Linked DNA regions of Mus musculus: regions 1 and 3 are each linked to region 2. A link is a contact called in public HiChIP or PLAC-seq and promoter capture Hi-C data. All regions are on one chromosome and are shown on one strand. The core of a region is the stretch at or near the end of the contact, and the rest is flanking DNA. Distances in the headings are between cores, read along the strand shown. Region 1 holds the start of Smyd5 (SET and MYND domain containing 5). Region 2 holds the start of Tgfa (transforming growth factor alpha). Region 3 overlaps Cct7 (chaperonin containing Tcp1, subunit 7 (eta)).

Evidence for each region. Promoter capture Hi-C pulls out the DNA fragments that hold promoters and counts their contacts. HiChIP or PLAC-seq counts read pairs in DNA pulled down with a chosen protein or histone mark.
Region 1: an H3K4me3 HiChIP or PLAC-seq map of bone marrow-derived macrophages shows a contact between it and region 2, with 6 times the contacts expected there. The contact joins the promoter of Smyd5 here to the promoter of Tgfa in region 2. A contact is called at or near these places in 2 of 115 datasets of contacts at active chromatin or transcription factors (bone marrow-derived macrophages and pancreatic cancer cells).
Region 3: a contact with region 2 is called in a promoter capture Hi-C map of liver, with 4 times the contacts expected there. The contact joins the enhancer-like site here to the promoter of Tgfa in region 2. A contact is called at or near these places in 3 of 39 promoter capture datasets (liver, pre-B cells and stem cell-derived epiblast-like cells) and 2 of 115 datasets of contacts at active chromatin or transcription factors (large pre-B cells and pancreatic cancer cells).

What each region holds. Positions count from the first base shown.
Region 1 is chr6:85,429,955-85,433,912 of GRCm38.p6, forward strand. Smyd5 (SET and MYND domain containing 5) reads left to right here and starts at 2,022. Exons shown (of 13, transcript NM_144918.2): 1 at 2,022-2,146. The coding sequence starts at 2,051.
Region 2 is chr6:86,193,691-86,197,523 of GRCm38.p6, forward strand. Tgfa (transforming growth factor alpha) reads left to right here and starts at 1,532. Exons shown (of 6, transcript NM_031199.5): 1 at 1,532-1,855. The coding sequence starts at 1,816.
Region 3 is chr6:85,456,235-85,460,640 of GRCm38.p6, forward strand. Cct7 (chaperonin containing Tcp1, subunit 7 (eta)) reads left to right here. Exons shown (of 12, transcript NM_007638.4): 2 at 2,881-3,034; 3 at 3,708-3,814. Among named protein-coding and RNA genes, the nearest start is that of Cct7, 6.9 kb to the left of the region's middle. Within about 2 kb of position 1,282, at least 19 of the 459 cell types and tissues checked have an H3K27ac peak or open chromatin away from gene starts, as enhancers often do. A contact at or near this core is called in liver, where this site is marked.

The DNA of each region.
Region 1 (3,958 bases), core at 772-3,271, 760 kb before region 2:
CATATCTCTGGGAAATCCTTCTGAAGGCTGGGCTCAGAAGTCCTATTCACCAGAGGAATTCAGCCATAGTTGTCTATCTCCTTCAGGAACAACTGGTCCATTGTGTGTGTGCACACCCATTCATGTTCATCAGAGGCCAGAGGGTCTTAATTACCTTCTTTTCTTTTCCTTTTGAGTCAGGCTCTTCTGTTGAACATAGAGCTAGCCCACTTGACTAGGCTAGTTGGCTGGGGAGCCCATGGTGTCACCCTGCCTCTACCACCTCGACCCTAGGATTGATATCCTGTTATGTGGGCGCTGGGGATCAAACCCAGGTCCTCGTGCTATGTGGCAAACACAGCCACAATTGGCTCACTTAAAAAAAAAAGTCACTGCTGGGCAGTGGTGGCGCACGCCTATAATCCCAGCACTTGGGAGGCAGAGGCAGGCAGATTTCTGAGTTCAAGGCCAGCCTGGTCTGCAGAGTGAGTTCCAGGACAGCCAGGGCTACACAGAAAAACCCTGTCTCGAAAAACAAAAAGTCAAATTTAGGAGTCAGAGGCAGGTGGATCTCTGAGTTTGAGGCCAGCCTGGTCCACATAGAGCTTTGTGGGCATTGGTGGTGGTGGTGGTGGTGGTATATGCCTTTGATCCCAGCACTAGGGAGGCAGAGCTTTATTGAGTTTGAGTTCCGCCGCCTGTTCAGAGTGAGTTCCAGGACAGTCAAGGCTACACAGAGAAACATTGTATCAAATGCAATGCCCCCCTCCCCACCAAGAGAGAACTTGTCTTAAAAAAAAAAAGACAAAAACTCAATCACTTACTAAACAATTACTAAGTTATCTCCCCCACCCCCTAAAGTCACTATGAAACGATAGCAGAGCAGACACAGGTCCCCTGTCAACTGGAATAGTCAACTGGGACACAAAACAATAAAAGGTATAGTAGTCAGGTCTAGTTGCAGAAATAGACCTGTCCTCTCTCCCAGCCTCGTGTACATTCATTTTTTGTGTCTACTTAAGGGGTCCTCATATGTGAGGTCCATTTATTACTGCTCCATAAACCACACTCTGCAATGTCAAGAAAGTCCCCAACTACTCTGAGGCACTGATCCAACCTAGTTATTTATAGAAAAAGGAAATCATTTTTTCTTCTTTTTCTTTTTTAACTTTATGCATGTGATTGATTTGCCTTTATGTATCTATGTGCCTGCCTGGTGCCTGAGGAGGTTGGAAGAGGGGTCATCAGAGCCCCCAGAACTGGAGTTACAGATAGTTGGAAACCAGTATTGGAAACCAAACCAGGATCCTCGGCTAGAGTATCACGTGCATTTCTCTTTCAGACAGGTTTCATGTACTCACTACGTAGTTGAGGGTTGACCTTGAACTTCTGGTCCTCCCTGCCCTCACCTCCTGAATGCAGAGGTTATAGGCATAGTCGGAATGCTGGTTTTAAGCAGTGTTGTGGCTCAAAGTTCTGCACTCATGTGTTCAAAGCAAATCTCTCCCAAACATAGAATAAAAATGTTGCCACCAGAGGGAGGGAAAAATTTTAAACCGAGTGAGCCCAGCATCCAACCAGGATGGAGGGTCAAAGCAAAAATAAGACAGTCTTCTCTGGGTCTAAAAACTTTGTTCGGTGTTGGAGGTAATGACGAGGGGCTGCTTAAGCAGGAAGAGGGCTGCAAACTTTTGGCCAGCCTGGGATACATAGTGAGACCCTGTCTCAAACACCAGACAGTGGGAAGAGCAACTATGGACACTTAAGAACACAGCTAGGATAGGCTGGAGGGTGGGGGGTGGGGAGTAGGGGGTCTTCCCCTGAGCTACTCCATCAGCCGTCATTCATGCTGTCCATCCGACATAAGCTACCGAGTCAGACACAGTCTACCAGAAGTCCAAGCACAAAGTCAGGCCAGGTTCCACCCAATCAAGCAACCAAGACACCAAAAGCCTTGAATTGCTAGCCACGTCCCAGGGCGGGGTAAGGTGGGGAAGGGAGCGCTCGCTGGCTCTGTGGGCGGGGCCTCCCGGGACGGGGTCAAGGGTCAGAAGGCAGAGGCGTGCCCAAGATGGCGGCCTCCATGTGCGACGTGTTCTCCTTCTGCGTGGGCGTGGCGGACCGTGCCCGGGGTTCCGTGGAAGTCCGTTATGTGGACAGCATCAAGGTGAGGCCAGGTCGGACCGGGCCCGGAGAGCCACGCGGGGGAACCCACGCTCACATTCTGGAGTCCGGGCCCCTCGGCGCCAGTCTGGTTGCTGCTTGGGCCCGGGGTGCAGAGTCGGTCCTCGTGCCCAGGCTCGTGGCGATATCGCGCGGGGGGAGGGAGGAAAGCCCGGTCCACTGGCGGGTGGCCGTGCTGCTGCTGTCCTGGGTGGAGTTGAGGCTCTGGGTAGACCTGGGGTTGAGGGATATCCTGGGCCAGATTAAAGCCAAGGCTATCTTGGTTAGGCTGGGGCTTAGTTAGCTACTATTCTGGCGGTAGTGAGGGGAGTACTTAGCCGAGGGAACGGAGGTATGAAGCAGACTGGGCTCCCCAGCGACCCTTCTGACTAAGGTATGGGTGGAGACTTGGAAAGAGAGCTAGGGAACTTGGACCAGAACCTACACACCGAGCACTTCTCCTGAAGGGTTTTAAGCAAGAGAATGACATGATTTCGTGATTCGTATTATGGTTCTTTTTTGTTGCTTCTGTTGTTGTGCTTTTTGTTTTTGTTTTGTTTTGAGACGGGGTCTCATTTTGTAACTCCAGCAGTCCTAGAACTCACTATGTAAACCAGGCTGCTCTGCCTCACCAGTGCTGAGATTAAAGACTTGTGCCAGTATGATCGGCTCTATTAATCGTGTTTTATTCCCTGTAGAATAGAAAATTCACATAAGTAAAGGCAAAAAAAAAAAAAAAAAACACTCCAAATTGTTCTTGAGGCTGGACTTGAACTCATCTACCAACACCCAAGTGCTGGTTAATGGGCCTTGTGGCTGAAACACCCCACCTCCATCCCACGTTTTCTTTTAATACATGTTTTCAGTACATCTTTAGTATCAGCGGTCCCATTTCTACTTGGTTAAAGAGTTGATTGATAGCCGGGCGTGGTGGTGCACGCCTTTAATCCCAGCATTTGGGAGGCAGAGGCAGGCGGATTTGAGTTCAAGGCCAGCCTGGTCTAAAAACCTACAAACCCAAGGAGTTGATCAATAAGAGTTTTGGGGTGGGGGGCGCACTTCACTCAACCAAATCCTTCTGTATGGCTCCTTTATGTTGTATCTTCTCAGTCCTGAGAGCAAAGGTCTCTGCTGGCTTCGCTGCAGACAGGCTTTTGTTCTCTCTGGCACTGTTTTCTCACTAGGTGCCTTTGCCAGTTGATATATGCAAAATGCTATGGTTTTGACTTCATTTGCATTCCCCTGGGTAAAAGTCAGGTTAAATAATCATAATAACAACATGCATATCCTTGGTCCTTGACCCAAGATGTTGTCATTTGCTGTCAGCATCTCCATATCTGTCCAGGTTCCCATTTTAAGTTTCTCTTATCTTTCTGTTCCATAGGCATTGAGAGCAAGTACTCCTATCTGCCCATGGGTAGGAAGCTAGCTTGCTGGTCTCCTTTGTGTCCTTAGCTGCTCACATCCCCATTACCACCCAGAGCTGGTCCATCTGGGGGCCATCTGAGGTGTCTCAGATCAGTAATCCCTTTCATCACTTTTTTAGTCACCGTACTCCTCCCCTACCTTGGCCCAAACTCCCTTCTTCACTTCCTCCTCATTTTTTACTTCCACCAGTCCCTTTGCCCAGTTCTGTCCTAGCCCTCTCTCAAGACCCCAGCTAGTGACTAGTCCTAGTGACCCTGGCCTGTATTCCAACAACTCAGGAGACTGAGGTAAGAGGACTCTTGTGAGTTCCAGGCTAGCCTGGGGTACAGAGTAAAATCCTGTCTCAAAAACAAACCAACCAACTCCAGCTGGTCACAGTCCTCTGCCT
Region 2 (3,833 bases), core at 282-2,781:
TTTTTTTTTCAAAAAAAAAAGGGGGGGGGGGAACTTGGAGCTTGGTGTGGCTCTACAGGTCTCAAATCTTGTCACTCTGGAGGTAGAATCAGGTAGATTTCTGTGAGTTCAAAGCCAGATGAGACTACATAGTGAGATCCTGTCTCCAAAAACATTAATCAATCAATTAAGACAAAAGGATGCTTGGACTTAACGCCATTTTGTTGTTTGTTGTTTGTTGTTGTTTGGCTTGTTTGGTTTTTTTGGTTTGGGAGGGGTTTTTTTTTCCTCCCCTAAAAGCTCATTTTGCTGCTTGGTTGGGCCCCCAGTGGGTGGCGCTAGAGAGAGATGGTGGAGACTTCAGTAGGTGGGGCCCTATTGGAGGAAGTTAGAACACTGGGAGTGTACCCTTGGAGGGGATATTGGGACCCACTCCCCTGCTTTTGAGCTGAGACGCATGCTCCCCACTATTGTGTCCTTCCCCTTCACAGACCCAAAGCTACAAGACTGGCCAAGGGAGCATGAACTAGAACAGAAAACCAAATCTCCTTTTAAGTTGCTTACCGCGTGCATTTTGTCTCAGCAACAGAAAGCTGGTTAATTAACACAGTACCCACACATTAGGGCCAATCGCTTGGGCCTTCTTTTGGAATCGACGAGGTCCTTTGTTCTTACAATAAACTGGAATTTTCAACTCTGAAACTTTGAGCATCCAGCTAAAGAGACAGCAAGAGAATCCCAAGTCCAACACACCCGACCAACGCCCCACCTGCTAGGAGAGTGGGTCTTCTCTCGAGCAGCTAGGCAGCAGGAAGCAGGAGAGGGGTCAGTCTGATTACTCTATGCCTAGTCGTGGTCTCTCTGGAGTTACTGTCCCCTATGGATGTGCACACACACACATCCCCAAACTCCCACAGGCCATTCATTCTCTATCCAAAAGAAGTCTTCCCTTCTTGTGTTTCCCTCTCATAGTTCATATTCAGGGGCCATCTCAAAGACACAACCCCTGAATGGGCCATCTAGCTGACCCCCACCACCAGCTTCTCCTTAGTTCTGCACTTAATTGTAACAAAGCCAGCTCTTGTTCCGGCTCCTGCTTCCCCGAAGCAGTGGAACAGTAGGGTTGATGCGAGATTAAGTTCATGGTACACAGAGATTCCCTGATCTTCACAATGTATCTGGAGACTCAGAGTGGGGCCAGCAAGGATGGGGACACAGGTGGAAATTCGACTTTAATGAGTGTTTGGCTGACTATGAAGAGAGCGCTTTTCTTGAGTCAGACCTTGCCAGGTAACTGGCCAAGCTCCTGGGTCTCCAGTCTCCTGCTCAAGCGTGTCTTGGAGAAGCCCCTAGCACAGGTGACTGGATCCTGAGCGACTCCGCTCCGCCGCCTACAGCCTGGACGCGGCTACTACGCAGGGGACTCGGGCGGCGACCCTGGGCGCAAGCACTGCAGGGAGGTGTCTGAAGCCAGGCGCTTCCTGCCTGGCCCTTGGCCCAGGGTGGTGACTGGCTGTCGCGATCGGGGCGCAGGTCCCCGCCCCCGGCTTCCAGTCCCCACCCCTGCGCCTTCGGGGGCGCCCCATCGCGGGAGGGTGGTCCGCCTCTCCCCGGTCGCCTAAGGCAGAGAGGTGGCGGGAACCTCCACCTCTTTCCCGTTTCCGCCGCGGGCAGCGCGCCGGCCAGTGCCACCGGGAGGCGCGGTCGTCCCTCCGCCCGCGCGCCGGGGGGCCGGCCCTGTCGCCTGCGCCTTTTTCCCCCGCGCACACCGCGGCGGCGCGCGGCTACTCGCCAACCGCAGGGAGCGCGGTGGCTGCAGCACCCTGCGCTCGGAAGATGGTCCCCGCGACCGGACAGCTCGCTCTGCTAGCGCTGGGTATGTAGGCAACACCCGATGTTCCCGGGCCGCTCCAGCCTGATCTCTGCGTTTCTCTTGAGTCCGCTTGGGAGAACAGAAGAGAGGCGGGTGTTTGGAGTGGGTGGGAGCGTGCGAGCCACCGGGAGTCACCAAGAACTGTGAAGTGGGGGACAGTCTTAGCGAGGTGGCCGCCGGGAGGTGAGATCCGGCCTGAACTTTACTCTGCGCGTCGTCGGCTCGCCGGTGCCCACGCCCTCCTGCCTACCTGCTGGTCGCCGAGCCGGGCTTCTTCAAAGCCGCCTAAGCGCAGGTTGTCCCAGTGCGACCCCTAGGTGGCCCTGGCCTGAGCCCCTTTCGAGTCCCTGGGGGCGGGAGCATGCGTTGCGCATCCGTACCCTTAGCCTTCGACTTGAAGCTCTCCTAGGTGTTGGGTGGGTTTGTGATTTTATTTTCTTTTAATTTTTTAATTTTTTTTTTGGTGCGGATTAATTGTCCTGTTAATGAGCTTACATGGGAGTCTTGGTGTCCCTGTCAGAGGAGGCGGGAGTAACACCTGAGTATAACCAGTTTCCTCAGAGTTGGTTCTTGGACATAAACGCGAGTGGGGGAGGGGACAATCGTCCCCCTCTAATCCCCTGGTGTCTGGGTGGTGGGAGGAACGGCCGCTGCGAAGCTCGAAGCTCGCAAGTGTGTGTTGCTACTCTCAGCTACCTGGTGCAGAGTCTGTTTGACAGAGTGGACTGAAGTACCCGGGTGTCCCAGTCACTGCTGCCGCCTTGTGAATCTTTCTGTCTGATGTTTTCAGCATTTAAAACCCTGTAAGAGGGCTGAAGCTGTAAGTCAGTGGCCAGAGTATTTCAGGCACCAAACCCTGGGTAGGATTCCCCGCCGGGCTCGTGACCCCAGTGCTCAGAAGGTAGAAACAATAGAATCATACTACTACCCTCAGCCATATATAGCGAGTTTGAAACTGAGAACCTGGTTCTAATTAACTATTAATAATTAAAGCCTTAGAAAGTAAGATGTTTGCAATCGTCCCCCACCCCCCCCACCCCCCGCTATTGACAATAGACCCCAGAAGGTGTTTATAACTCCCCTCCCTAAAATGTGCCCAGAGTAGCAGCCTGTCACAGTGAGGAAGCATCCACAGTTCTCTGGCAATCCTGCATTAAAAAGGCTCCTTCTGCTGCAGGAGGGGACACGTTGAGATGTTCCCAGCTTTGCCCTCACCTGAAGTGAGTTATGGGCAGATTTCCTCACTTATTGTTAGAGCTGCCTTTTGGGTGTATTCTATGGTCGGCTTTCACTTCATATATGAAAGCTTCATAATTTAAAGCTGTGAAATTCGCAGCCGGTGGGAAGCCTGCAGGTTATTCCCCATCCAAATGTTTCTTTCCCTCCCCGCACCTCCCCTCAGAATAGTATTACCAAGTAGAACCCTGCGGATGCTTGTGTGGTGTGACCAAGCGGCTCCAGTTCGTTCACCCACTTGGCTTGCACGCTCACTTCATGAAGGAGCCATCCTGTTCCCATTTAACAGACGAAGAAAGAACGGTGCAAAGAGCCACTGTCCTAGGAGGGCCAACCTTATTAAAGACCAAGGAGTGCAAATGTGGAAGGCACTTCACTTGTGGTCAACATATTAGTCCCATCTCTGGGGTTGGGGATGTGGTTTGGAGGACTGACTGTGGAAAAAAAAAACAAAAAAAACCCGACTGTTGGATTTCTTGTGGTTGAGCTCTCTGATGGCGAGGTGGTTTAATTCAGTGAAAATGAGAGCAGAAGTGATTCCTCCAGGCTGCTGTTGACAGCTGTGCTCCCCCAGTCCCTTTAACTCGAAGCAGACCCCACGCTGTCACACTGTAATTTTCTCCTTGCCTGAGTGCTCTAGCCAGCTTGTTCTCTGTTCCCTTCCTTGAGGGAAAGGAGAGAGAGAGAGAGAGAGAGAAAGAGAGAGAGAGAGAGAGAGAGAGAGAGAGAGAGAGAGAGAGAGAGA
Region 3 (4,406 bases), core at 32-2,531, 740 kb before region 2:
TAGCACTCTGTCCAGCCTATATACCGCTCACAGAGACATCCAGCGGGCAATCTACATGATTGCAGAAACCTAGGCAGCTCTCTCTGAAGCCCCTACCTATAGTCCTCTCTGACAGTGGAGTCTCAGGCTGCAGTACGCAACAAATTATTATAGGTATCAAGAGAGGTAGAGTAAGTTGGCTGGCCATGGGTATGTGGGGACTTGCAGCTGGAGCAGGGTCTATTTCTGTGTAATTCTAAGCAAAGGCAGCTACCATTTCCTCATGACAGTGATTGTATTAGACTTGGAGCACTCAGTCTGAGCATGTTTTAATGCAGTGACTTCCATAGCCCATGATAGAAAGTGTGTGCACTCTTCAATATTGCTCACTATGTTGCTTGCTCAAGTCTACCATGCTGCCCAGACGTCTTCTATGGGATATTTTTCTGAACAGTGCCCCTCTTTTGCTTCAGTTTCCCATCTTAGGATGGCTCTCTCCTGAGCCAGTTGGTAGACATGTAATCTTTTGCCTGAAAACTGTTATCTAGGCCCCTTGGGGTGTCTGCTGCCTGTGCACAAAGGCATAATTTTTTTGTGATGCTTTCACACTTCACTTGGCTTTCTTATTGGTGCTGGGGGACTTACTGCCCATTTGCAGCTCTGCTGAGAGGTTTTACCCTTGCTAGCCTAGAGTGCTGTAATATGCATTTAGCATCTACAATGGTCCTGGCTAGTTTTATATCAGCTTGACATAAGCTAGAGGCATTTGAGAGGCATGAGCAAAGAAAGGAACAATGGCTTTCAATGTCTTTTGCACTGTGTTATAAAAAGTAAAAAGCAATTGTAGCTACTAACAAAGAAGTGACCAAAAATATGCTGAGATGATGTCCCCCTAACTACTTCTGTTTGACATGCAGAGTTAGGCCAATACTGAGGAGATGACCATTTAATTCTGAAGGCCAGGTTTAGATAAATAGGGAGCTCTTGTTTGCCAGCTGCTATCTGCTATCCTCAACACCAGGGGAAAGATACCTAATCTGGTTGTTTCTGTTGCTATGAGTAAACACTGGGATTGTCTTAGTTACTGTTCTGTTGCTGTCAAAAGTCACAACAACAAAGGTAATTTATAGAAGGCAGCATTTATTTGGGAGTTTTCTTATAGTTTTAGAGGGTTCATTATCATCATGGTGAGGAGTGGTGGCCGCGGAAGGTAGGCCGGCATGGCACTGGAGAAGTAGCAGAGAGCTACATCCAGACCCACAGGCAACAGGCAGAGACAGAGTCGTACAAACACTGGACCTGCTGTGGACTTTTGAAACCTTAAAGCCAGTGACACAAACCTTGTAACCTTTCCCAAACAGTTCACTAGCTGAGGACAAAGCATTCAAACATAGGAGGGCATGGGGAGGGGGGAATTCTCATTCACACCACCACAATGACCAAAGCAACTTGGGAAGAGCAGCTTCCAGCTTCCAGTCCACCATGAAGGGTAGTGTACATTACAGGAACTGAAACAGAGGGCATGGAGGAACACTCCAGACTGTCCTACCTACCCTTCTTTCCTTCCTTTCTTGTTTGTTTTTGTTTTAGGAGAGTTTCTCTGTCCCAGAACTCACTCTGTAGATCACATGCCTCTGCCTCACAATACAACCTGGCTCAGCCTCTCTCTCTTTTTTTTAAAGATTTATTAATATCATGTGTGTGGGTCTTTTGTCTGCATGTCTGTCGTCACACCAGAAGAAGACATTGGATCCCACATAGGTATAGATAGTAGTGAGCCCCCATGTGGGTGCTGAGAATTGAACCCATAACCTGGAAGAGCAGCCAGTGGTCTTAACCACTGAGCCATCTCTCCTGCCCCCTCAAGTCTCCTTTCTTAATTTGTTTGTTTGTTTTTTGTTTTTTTGAGAAAGGGCCTTGGCTGTCCTAAAACTCACTCTGTAGACCAGGCTGGCCTCGAACTCAGAAATCCACCTGCCTCTGCCTCCCAAGTGCTTGGATTAAAGGCGTGCACCACCACTGCCTGTCAGTCTCCTTTCTTAAACAATGCAGGATCACCTAGTACCATCCCCAGTAGGCTGTGTCCTCCAACATTAATCATTAATCAAGAGAGTATCTCATGTCTATGTCCATAGGCCAATTTGATGGTGGCATTTTCTCAGTTGTTGTTCCTCTTCCCAGATGATCCTGGCTTTCATTACGTTGATAGAGAACTAACCAGTGCAGGCTCTAAGCAGGCCTTTAACAAACAGCATTCTGCGGTCTCATAGTTTCTAGAATGGTAGTGCAAAGAAAGCCCCCTGCAAGGGATGGGGACTCTTCTGAGCCAGTGCTAAAAGAAAAAGACAAAAATTTCTCTGAGGTGTGACTAGGATTGAGTCACATGAAGGCATTTTGGAGTGGGTATGAGGGCATTGCTGTGCGGAATCAGTATGTCACTTTGTAAGGTAAGACAAACACGATTTTTGTGTGTTGCTACAGTCCATCTAAGGTCTCTGGTAGAGCTGCCTTCCTGGGCATCTCTAGGACAGTGCCTGAGTTTCCATACCACTTCCCCTCTGCTTCTTTAACACAAACCAGTAGGTATTTTATTGGCGGTGGAGGTGCAAAGCAGGGCCTGGTTTTTTGGTGCTGTGTGCTGTAGCCTGGTTGTGAAGCACAAGACAGAATGTCAAAAGTTGAAAGGGCCATATGGGAGAAATCATAGTTTATTGTTTAGACGTCGTTATCAGCAGTGTCTCAGAATTTGGCATGGTTGGGGAGTCAGTCTGGGTAGCAGGGGAATGTGCTTTAAGAGTGTGGATAACTCAGCCATCGTGGTATTGGGAGCATCTTCCCCATCCACTGTCCTGAGTCTCAAGTAGCAGATGATTAAAAGCAGTCAATTGCTCTCTTCTCCAGCCCACACCAGTTATCCTGTTGAAAGAGGGTACTGATAGCTCCCAGGGCATCCCTCAGCTCGTGAGTAACATCAGTGCCTGCCAAGTGATTGCTGAGGCTGTAAGAACCACCCTGGGTCCCCGTGGCATGGACAAACTTATTGTGGATGGCCGAGGTAAGTCTTCATGGTTCCTTGGGGCTTTATACAGGAGGATGGGTACCTAGGGAGTATGTGGGGCTCAAGATTGCCATCAGAAGTCCCATTGCTTGTGGGATCTCTCTCACTTTGAAGTTATATAAGGCCTTGAATGCAGAACCCTGTTGGGATCTGTGGGAGAACTGAGAAGTCTTTTGCCTTCTAGTAAACAGACTTTACTATTTTTGCTCTGTTTATGGCCAAGAGACATAAATAGAGCAAACGGGTTAGAGAGATAGATGTCCCAGTGGTTAGGAAAGCTTGCTGCTCTTTGATGTGACCAAGATCAGTTCCTAGTACCTATGTGAGGCAGAGATACTAGTATGTCAGTTATATTCAAAGTATCTTAACTGGTTACTCTTATTTTGAGATAGTGTAGCCCAGCTAGCCTTAAACTGGAGATGTTCTTGTTTAGCTTCCTGGGTACCAGGATTACTGTTGTGCAACACCATACTTGGCTATTTAAAACATTTCTCTGTGGTCAGTTAACCTGTACTCAAAAGAGTTCAATTCCCAGCAACTACGTGGTGGCTCACAACCATCTGAATTTGGATCTGATGCCCTCTTCTGGTGTGTCTGAAGACAGCAACAGAGTACTTCAATCTTTAAGAAAGAGGGAGGAGCTTTAAATGTTACTGTCTTTCTCTTGAAGGCAAAGCAACAATATCTAATGATGGGGCCACAATTCTGAAACTCCTCGATGTTGTCCATCCTGCAGCAAAGACTTTAGTGGACATAGCCAAGTCCCAGGATGCTGAGGTAAGGTCAGACACAGAAACTTCAGTGGAGGCTGGAACACATGCTTACCTTACTGCCTCTCTCTTCTCCTCACTGGAGATTTTTTTATTTAGTCTAAAATTATAATTGTGTAAGTATTTCATACTTATAAAAATAGTTAAACATTTTTTGGAGGTTGGGGTGGGTTCCTCTGTAGTTCAGCTATCCTAAAGTTGGCTGTGTAGACCAGGCTGACCTTGTATTTACAGAGATCTGCCTGCCCCCTGCCTCCCAAGTGCTGGGATCAAAGCTTTTTAAAGTTAAAGACCTTCTAAGGGATTTTAACCTTTCTTCTTGGTACTATAGTTACTTGTCATGTGAGCGTGACACTGTTTCTTACTGATTTTGTATATAGTAAAGCACATTGACTAGTTTATGTCACTTGACACAAGCTAGAGTCATTGGAGAGAAGCTTTAATTGAGAAAATGCCTCAATAAGATCAGGTTTAAGCGGGTCTGTAGGGCCTTTTCTTAGTGACTGAAGTGGGAGAGCTGGCATATGGTCCTGGGTTCTATAAGAAAGCAGACTGAGCAAGCAAGTAAGCAGCACGACTCCGTGGCTTCTGCATCAGCT